Linked DNA regions of Neogale vison: region 1 is linked to region 2. Evidence: chromatin contacts called from public Hi-C data. All regions are on one chromosome and are shown on one strand. Each heading gives the region's core, a stretch centred on a gene start, on an enhancer-like site or on the middle of the called end of the contact. The rest is flanking DNA. Distances are from core to core; before and after follow the strand shown.

Region 1 (3,932 bases), core at 112-2,611, 90 kb before region 2:
TCTGTGTATGTCCACGATCGGGGCCAAGTACAAGTGCGTATGTGTGTGTGTGTGTGAGTGTGTGTGTGTGTATTTGCATGAGGGCCATAAGGCTGGGGTGTGGGAAGGGCCTGGGTGTATGTGTGTCATACCTGTGTGCATGGCTGGGTGATCCCCTGGACTACTGGTCAGTGTACCCAAGGCCCAGGGGTTCATCTGGGCACCAGGTGTGTCCTGTGTATGTCCTTGTGTTGTTGTGACTGCCAATGTCAGTTTGTATCAGTGACACTTTGTATCTCTTTGTATCAGGGTCAGTGTGCTCCTTCCCTGTGTCACTGGGCATGTGCATGCCATGCCGGTATCTGATGGCTTATGTTTGTTTGACAGTGTGTTAGCACATCTTCATTTTATTAGTGTCATTCTGTGTGCCCGGCTGGCTACTGCCAGGATGTTTCGGTGTGGCTTTGTGTGTGCCTGTGGGTGTCTATATATAGGAGTTGTATGTCTGGAGTGCGTCACAGTGTGGTTGTGTGATCATGCCTGTCAGTGTGTCAGCGTGAACCGTACGTGTCAGTACGCAAGGGTGTATGTGTCTCTTGGTGTGTATCAGTGTGTGTCCGTGGAAGGCCCATGTTCGCCTGTCTAAGCATGGTTCATTGCTGGAATGTGTGTGTATAGGTTATCATCGTGTGATGGTGGGCCTGTGTGCCTGTCAGCGTGTGGGTCGCCGACTGGTGCACCAGGGCGTGTGTCTATGCTGTGTATGTGTAGGTGTCTGTGTGTGCTTCGTTGTTGGAACGTGGAACGTGTGGCAATGCGTTCTGTACGTGACATGTGTGGCGGGGTCCGAACCCTGCTGTGTGTCAGCGTGTGTCTGCGATGGAACGCGGGCCAGCACGTGTCGGGGTGGCTGTGTCGGTGTGCGCCCCCGCGCGCGTGTGTGCATGTGTGTGTGCATGTGTGTGTGTGTGCGCGCCGGCCGCCGCTCCCCCGCCCTGCCCGCCCCTCCCCGCGCCCCTCCTCCCGCCCGCGCCGCCCGCCCGCTCCCTCTCCCCGGAGTGCGCCGCTTCCAAACTTTGTCTAAACTTTCACTTTCACAGCGCGGCGGCGGCGGCGGCGTTGGCGGCGGCGGCGGGCGAGGGTGACCGGCCGAGCGGCGGCGGCATGGAGTAGACGCGCAGCGGCGGCGGCAGCAGCGGACGCGAGAGGCAGCGGCGAGCGCGGCGGCGGCGGCGGCGGCGGCGGCGGCGGCGGCCCCGGAGCCGGCGGGGCCGAGCCTGCGAGCGGCGAGCGCGGGGCCGCGGGCCGGGCGGGCGCAGCGCGGCGGAGGCCGGAGGAGCCGAGCCGGAGCCGGAGCCCGAGCGCGGCCGCCGCCTGCCGGGCCTCCCCTCGCCGCGGCCGGCCGCCGCGCTCCCGCCTGGGCGCCCAGCTATGTACTCCCCGTACTGCCTCACCCAGGTACCGGCCGCCGCCCCTGGGCGACCGGGGAGGGGAGCGGGCGCAGGAGGCCGGCGGGCGGGCGGGAGGACGGACGGAGGGGGCGCGCGGCGGCCCGGTGGGGGGGGAGTGAGACTGCGGGCGGCCGAGGGGTGCAAGCCGTGCTGTGGGCAGTCCCTGCACGCAGGCGGGCGTCAGGGTGCGCGTGCGACCCTGGCCACCCGGAGGACTCCTGGTGGGGGCTCTGGGGGTGGCCGGCTGCGTGCGTGGCGCTGCCCCCGGAGCGAGGAGCGGGAGTGCGTGTGTGTGTGTGTGTGTGTGTGGTGCGTGCGTGTGCGCGCGCGCTCGACTGGGGTGCGGTGGACTCCCGCCGACCGATGGGCGACTGTGGCGTGCACCCGAGCAGCGTGGCCACTGGCAGTGGTTGCAGGGGTGACAGAGTGGCAGGGGGTGGTCCCGAGGGCTCGGAGCTGGGACTGGGTCCCGCGGCGCTCTGTGGGGCGGGCGCAGCTTTTCCGAGGGTGGCAGCGGCCGGTATGCGTGGCGGCGGCCCCTGCGTGCAGCCGGGGTGCCCGGGGCCGGCCGAGCGGCCCGGGCGTCGCCCCAAAGTCTTTGTTCAGGCCTCACATGGGAGCGGGGCTAAGAAAATGGCGGGGCTCCCAAATTTCGGAGGGTTAGGGGAGGGGAGGGAGGGACGGGCGCGCTGCCAGCCGGGGCCGCGCCTCTCGGCCGACCCTGGACGTCGCAGCCGCGGCCCCCCCACCGCCCCAAACTTTCCTCGGCGCAAACTTTCCGGCCCCAGCTACCCTGGCTGCGGCGCGGTGGACCGGGCGGGCCGGGGGAATCCCGTCCTGCCGCCCGGAGGCGGGAGGGGCGGGAGACAGCCGTGGATGCCGCCAACCGTGCTGCGGCCACGCCGTCGGGTCAGCCACGGGCACAACAGAGCCGACCTTGGCGCGCTGCGTGAGCAGAGCACGTCCCGCCTCCAGCGAACTTCCCTTAGCGGCGCTCGGCGGCGGCAAACGCGCGGGGGATGCCTGCCCTGGCACTCCACCTTTCCTGGGCCATGATACCCAGGCTCTGAGAGGGCACAAGAACTGTCCAGAGCCCCACAGTGGCCCTGGCAGTGCTGCCTACGGGGGGCCAGGCTACTGCGGGCATTGCGGAGTCAGAAGAGGGGACACCTGGGGACTGCCTAGCCCTGCCTGCCAGTAGGGCCTGCGTGTGTAAGGAGAATCTTTAGGTCAGGCCTGGGGTCCTAATTGTCTCCTCTGCCCAGCCTGAGCCCTGCCAGCCTTCTGCCAAGTGTGCCCACAGATGGGAGTGGGAGTCCAAGTGAATACAATACGGCTGCTACCAGGTGGCAGAGGGTAGCGGGGGGCGAGCGAGTTGGTCGGGGTTGTGTGTCAGCCGTGGCCGCACCACACTCCTAGATCCACAGATGCAAGTGCGTATGTGTGTGTCAATCTTGGGGTCTGCATGTGGCTTCTATGAGTTGGTGGGGGGGAGGCCTGCATGGTACCGACATGTGTGTGGCCCAGGGAGCAGGTTTTCCTATGCAAAACTGGGTGTGAGTGTTGGTGAGGGTACAAAGGTACATGTATGTATCACAGTATGCATGGAGGTGTAAGCAGGCACTCTGGCCACTGTGGCAGCCTGGGGGACCCCCCCCCAGATCTGTGCCTCTGATGGACCAATCACTCTATCTTGGGTCCCATGACAACCCTGCCCACCCAGCGGGGTCTGAGCTATGGCTGCCTTTGGGGCTATGCTTGGCTGGACTACGTGCTGGTGTTTCGGGGGCCTAGTGGAGTCAAGACCCCATGCTTGAGTCACCCCTTCCCCACCAGCTACCCGCCCAGCAGCCTGGCCTGCCCCCTGAGCCCTGGGTAAGACTTGGTACCCTGGGAAAGAAAATGCCAGCCAGTCCACTGGTGATAAGACCAGGAAGGGTCTGGGTAGCAACCGGACTCAGGGGCATGACCAAGGCTTGAGTCTGTGACACCCCAGAGCAAGGGCTCAGCTCTGTGTCACAGGCCTGAGTGTGTCAGGGTGGATGGGGAGGAAGGGGCGCATGGTGTCTCTGGGTCGCACCCTTCAGCTCCGAGCAGGCGGCGGCTGTCAGCTGGTCAGCAGGGTCTGTCTGCCCCTCCCGACAGTCATATCTCTTGGATCCAGAGTCTCTGTTTTTACAAATCTTTCTGCTTCCGTAATTTGCCCTGCCAGTCTCTGTCTTTTTCTCTGTCTCTGTCTCTATATCTGTTTGCTCTGCCCCTTTTCTGTCTCTCTCTCTTTCTCTGTCTCTCTTTCTTAGCCTCTGTCCTTCCATATCTTTGACTGTCCCTGTCTCTGTCTCTGACTTTGGTTCTGGCCCCGTCTCTGCTTCCCCCCACCCCCCGCCATGAGTCTCGGACTGTCTCTGTCTCTCTGGCCTCTCTCTCTCTCTCGCTCTCTCTCCCCCTTTTTTTCAAACCAAAATTGGCTTCGATTTTAAAGTCAATAAATGATTGAGCAGG
Region 2 (3,953 bases), core at 788-3,287:
AAGCCCTGGGGCTCTGCCACCTCCTCCTGTGCTACGGCCTGTGTCAGGCCCTGGGGACCGCGCGACCACAGGCTCTGGCTCATGCATCAGAGGAGGAGGACGCCTGCTGGGTCCAAGCTGGCAGCCAGGTCCTCTCTCTGCCCCTGTCCCATCCAACTCAGCCCTCCACTGGACCCCTGCAAGCTCCCTGAGCCATCAGCCCCATCCTTGGGACTGGGCGGCGTGGTTCTGTGATGCAGCACCCGCCCAGCTGCCCTGGTCGGAGAGGAGGCCTGGCTGAGCCAGCCTTCCCTGAGCAGGGTGGGGCCGGTCCGGCTGAGCCCCCAGCATCCCGCCCTCCCAGGCTCCCTCTTCCCAAGACCCAAGAGAGTCCGTGGGAAAGCACGGGTGCCTTGCTTCAACGAGGGCTAGCCTCAGTCCTGCTTGGTGCCTGCTTTGGGGACACAACAGGGTCTCTGGGACCTCAAGCTAAAGCCTCCAGGGCCCCTCCCACACCCTGGGCCAGGAGAGAGGACATCTGGCTGAGGTGGAATGCTAGGGGTGGGGGACAGTGTGTGCTCCTGGTCAGTGAGCGGGTGATGGGACCCCTCTGGCCTGTCCTTCCCACGGCCAGCCTAAGCCCTGGCAGCGTGGTCTAATCCAGTCTCTCCCTCTCTCAGCAGCCCCGAAGGGCAGTGCCCGGGCAGGCCCCAAGGCCTCACGGGGTCTCTCCCTCTCTTCCCTGCTCCCCACAGCATTCGCAACGACAGGCGCCTCCTCTGCCAACCGGTTTGTCAGCATCGGACCCCGGGACGGCAACTTTCTGAACATCCCACAGCAGTCTCAGGTAGGAGGCTCCACCCGCGATGTGGATGTGGGCACAGGGGGAAGAGGCAGGGGCGCGGGCATCACGGGCGGGAGGGAAGACGCTGGCTCCTTGAGGCCAATCCGGGAGAAGGGGCTAGGGCAGGGCTGGAGGGCCCAGGCTTTTGCAAGCCCAGCTGAGCCTGCCTCCCCAGGCAGCCCCCAGGTCCCCTAGCTAATCAGCTAATTGGATAATTAGCTCTGACAGCCCCGGCCCTGGGGAAGGCGGCCAAAGACCTGAGGCTAGAGGCGCTCTGGGCCAGGCCTTGTGGTAGCCCGAGGCCCCGTCAGGAAGAGGACAGCGTCTGCCTGTTGCTCTGCTCCCTCTCCAGCTGGAAGCCCTGGCCCCCAGCCCTCCCCTTCTTCCTTGGCTTTGGGTGGGCTGGGCAAGGGGTGGAGGAGGGACAGAGCCGTCCTGGTGGGCTGATTGCCCAGAGACTCTGGCACCCAGGGTAGGGCAGGGCCTGTTGCCACCCTGGAGGCCCCTCCCTCAGGTCCCCATGAATCCCGTTAGAGGGGAGGCCGGGCTGTTGGAACCTCCAGTCCAGCTCCCGCCCGCCCATCCCCAGTTCTCATAAGGAAAACTCCAGCCCTCCTGCTGGAATGCCCTGGATCTGGTTTTGTACAGGCATCTGTGCTCTCGCACGCACGTGGGCCCCTCCTCCCTGTGCCTGTCCCCCAGAGGCTGCGACAAGCTCACAGAGCCCGGGGGCCTTGGGGTGCAGGGAGGACCCACCTCAGCAGCAGGGTGGAGGCCGTTTTACAAAGCCCCAGGCTTCTCGGAAAGGAACATGCAAATAATCTTTCTCTTTTGCGCATTTTACCAAAACACCATCCTGTGAGCCCAAGGCTTGGAGGCTTTCTCCACCCCAGGAAATCCACCCCAGCCCAGAGCCCCAGGGCCACCTCTTGCTGCTCCTGCTCCCTTACTGCTCTGAGGCCTGAGTCCAGAGAAAGTCGGTGGATGGAAGTTTTGTGTGTGTGGTTTGAGGTTTTGTTTTTTTTTCCCTTTTCCTTTCCCTCCCTCAAAAAAAAAAAAAAAAAAAAAGGCCAAAAAACTTTGTCAAACTTCAAACTTCAGAGCTCCCTAGTGGCAAGGAGGGGAGGGGAGGGGAACTTCAACCCCCTCCAGCTTCCCACCCCCTTTCCCCAGAGTCACGTCTGACCCGTCTGGTTTCCAGGAGCAACCAGACATGATGTAACACCCAGATGAACTTGAACTTGGGGGTGTTGAGAAGAAAAACAATGGCTCCGAGCAGGGGCTGGAGCCAGCCCCCTCCGCTGCTCTGTGCCAGGGAGGCCGAGAGAGCCCTGCTGGCAGAGGGCGGGAGGGGGTGCCAGAGGAAGGGACAGCAGGCGGGCCTCCCCTCCTGGCGCTGGGCTGGCACCAGGCGGCAGGGCTCCATCGCTCCCGCCCGCCCGCCCTCCCTCCCTCCCTCCGCCCCAGCGCCTGTAACTCGGAGCTCCCCGTTGCTTGCTTGCTCTTGGGGACCACTGCCGTGAGTCCTCCCCGCTCACCCTGTTTCCGCCTGCCTCCGTGTGCTTTCCCTTCTTCACTTTCTCTGCTCACTTTGCTTGGACTTTGGGGCCAAGGCAGACTTTGAGGCAAGTTTGGGAAACAGTTTTTCTCCCCCTTGTTTTGCAAAGCAGCCTGAGCCCCGGGCCCCAGCAGGCAGGTGTGTCTGGGGGTGACGGTGGGGGAGACTGGAGCCGGACAAGGCCCACAACAGCCGAGAGCCCTTGGGCCTGGGGGCAGGCAGGCGGCTGCAGCGGGCGCAGGGGGTACAGTGGGGGGCGGTTTCCACAGTAACCAGTGACTTTAGCTGATCTCTGGAGCACCAGATGGAGAGAGAACAATAGAATGAGGGAAGAAAAGAGAATTTTAGCAATTTTGTCATTCCCTGGGCAGCGCTTTTTACTTAGTTTTAATCAATTTTGGACCTGGCTCAGGAAGCAGAAAGGGTGAGCAGAAAAAGCCACTTTGTGCTTGGCAGCAGATGCCCCCCCCCTCCTTCCTGGGACCTGTGGGGAGGCACTGGGGAGCTATCCTGGAACCACCTTTGTCTGAAACTCCAGGCCTTGAACTGGGGTCTTCCTGGTCTGTGGGGCGGGGAGGGGGCGGGCAGGAGGGGCTTCCCAATCTGAACACTGGTGGTTTTCCCCCTCCTGTGCAGCTCCAAGGGAACCAGCCTGGCACCTTGGCTTGGTCCCACAAAGAGGGGCCAAACGAGCTGAGCTCTCCGAGTCCCCGTTGTCACCTGCCTCCTTCCCCTTGCAGGGAGGGGGCGGGCCAGGCTTACACAGCGGCACTGTAAGGGTTCCTCTGTGGTCTCCCCTTGCGAAGGGGGTCCCAGAGAACACAGAGGCCTTAGACCGCAGGGATAGGGGCTCTCCCAGGCGGCTCCCTTCTCAGGCCAGGACTGGAAGCCTAGGGGCTGGCTGCTGACTTAGCTTCTGCCGAACTTGGGGTGCCTTCGGCCTGGGTTTCCCCTACACAGTGCCAGGTATCCCGTGAGCCTCCCTTTAAAGACCTGTAATTAGTTGATGGGGTTGGACCTTGGGCAGTTCCTCCAGGAGCTCGGCCACAGGAAGGCAGGTCTCTGGGTGTGGGCCAGCACGTGGCAGGAAGTTGGGCATCTCTGCCCACCCAGTGAATGCCAGCAGCACCAGTCATTGTGACAACCCCAAGCCTCCAAATGTCCTCCATCTGCACCATCCAGCGGGGCAGGTGCTGGCCACATGTGGCTGTTGAAGTTCAAATTAAATAACTAACTAGAGGGGCACCTGGGTGGCTCGGCCATTTACCGTCTGCCTTTGGCTCAGGTCATGATCCCAGGTTCCTAGGATCAAGTCTCACATCAGGCTCCCTGCTCAGCGGGAGTGGTGGGGGGTCTGCTTCTCCCTCTCCCTCTGCCTCTCCCTCTGCCTGTGCGCACGCTCTATCTCTAATTTAAAAAAAAAAATGTAAATAACCAACTAGAGAAAACTTTAGTCCTCAGTAACGGCAGCCACATTTCCCTTGCTGAGACGCCACATGTGGCTCGTGGCTACCACACTGGATAGGGCAAACAGGGAACGTTTCCATTGTCGAAGAAGGTTCTAGGTAATCT

The links. Hi-C and Micro-C count contacts between places; a contact is called where the count stands out from the background.
Region 1: a Hi-C map of fibroblasts shows a contact between it and region 2, with 5 times the contacts expected there. The contact joins the promoter of NFIX here to the enhancer-like site in region 2.

The regions. Positions count from the first base shown.
Region 1 is chr6:215,498,822-215,502,753 of ASM_NN_V1, reverse strand. It overlaps NFIX (nuclear factor 1 X-type), which reads left to right and starts at 1,361. Exons shown (of 11, transcript XM_044254082.1): 1 at 1,361-1,437. The coding sequence starts at 1,411.
Region 2 is chr6:215,409,360-215,413,312 of ASM_NN_V1, reverse strand. It overlaps NFIX (nuclear factor 1 X-type), which reads left to right. Exons shown (of 11, transcript XM_044254082.1): 10 at 735-826. Among named protein-coding and RNA genes, the nearest start is that of LYL1, 11 kb to the right of the region's middle. Within about 2 kb of position 2,037, the one cell type or tissue checked has open chromatin away from gene starts, as enhancers often do. A contact at or near this core is called in fibroblasts, where this site is marked.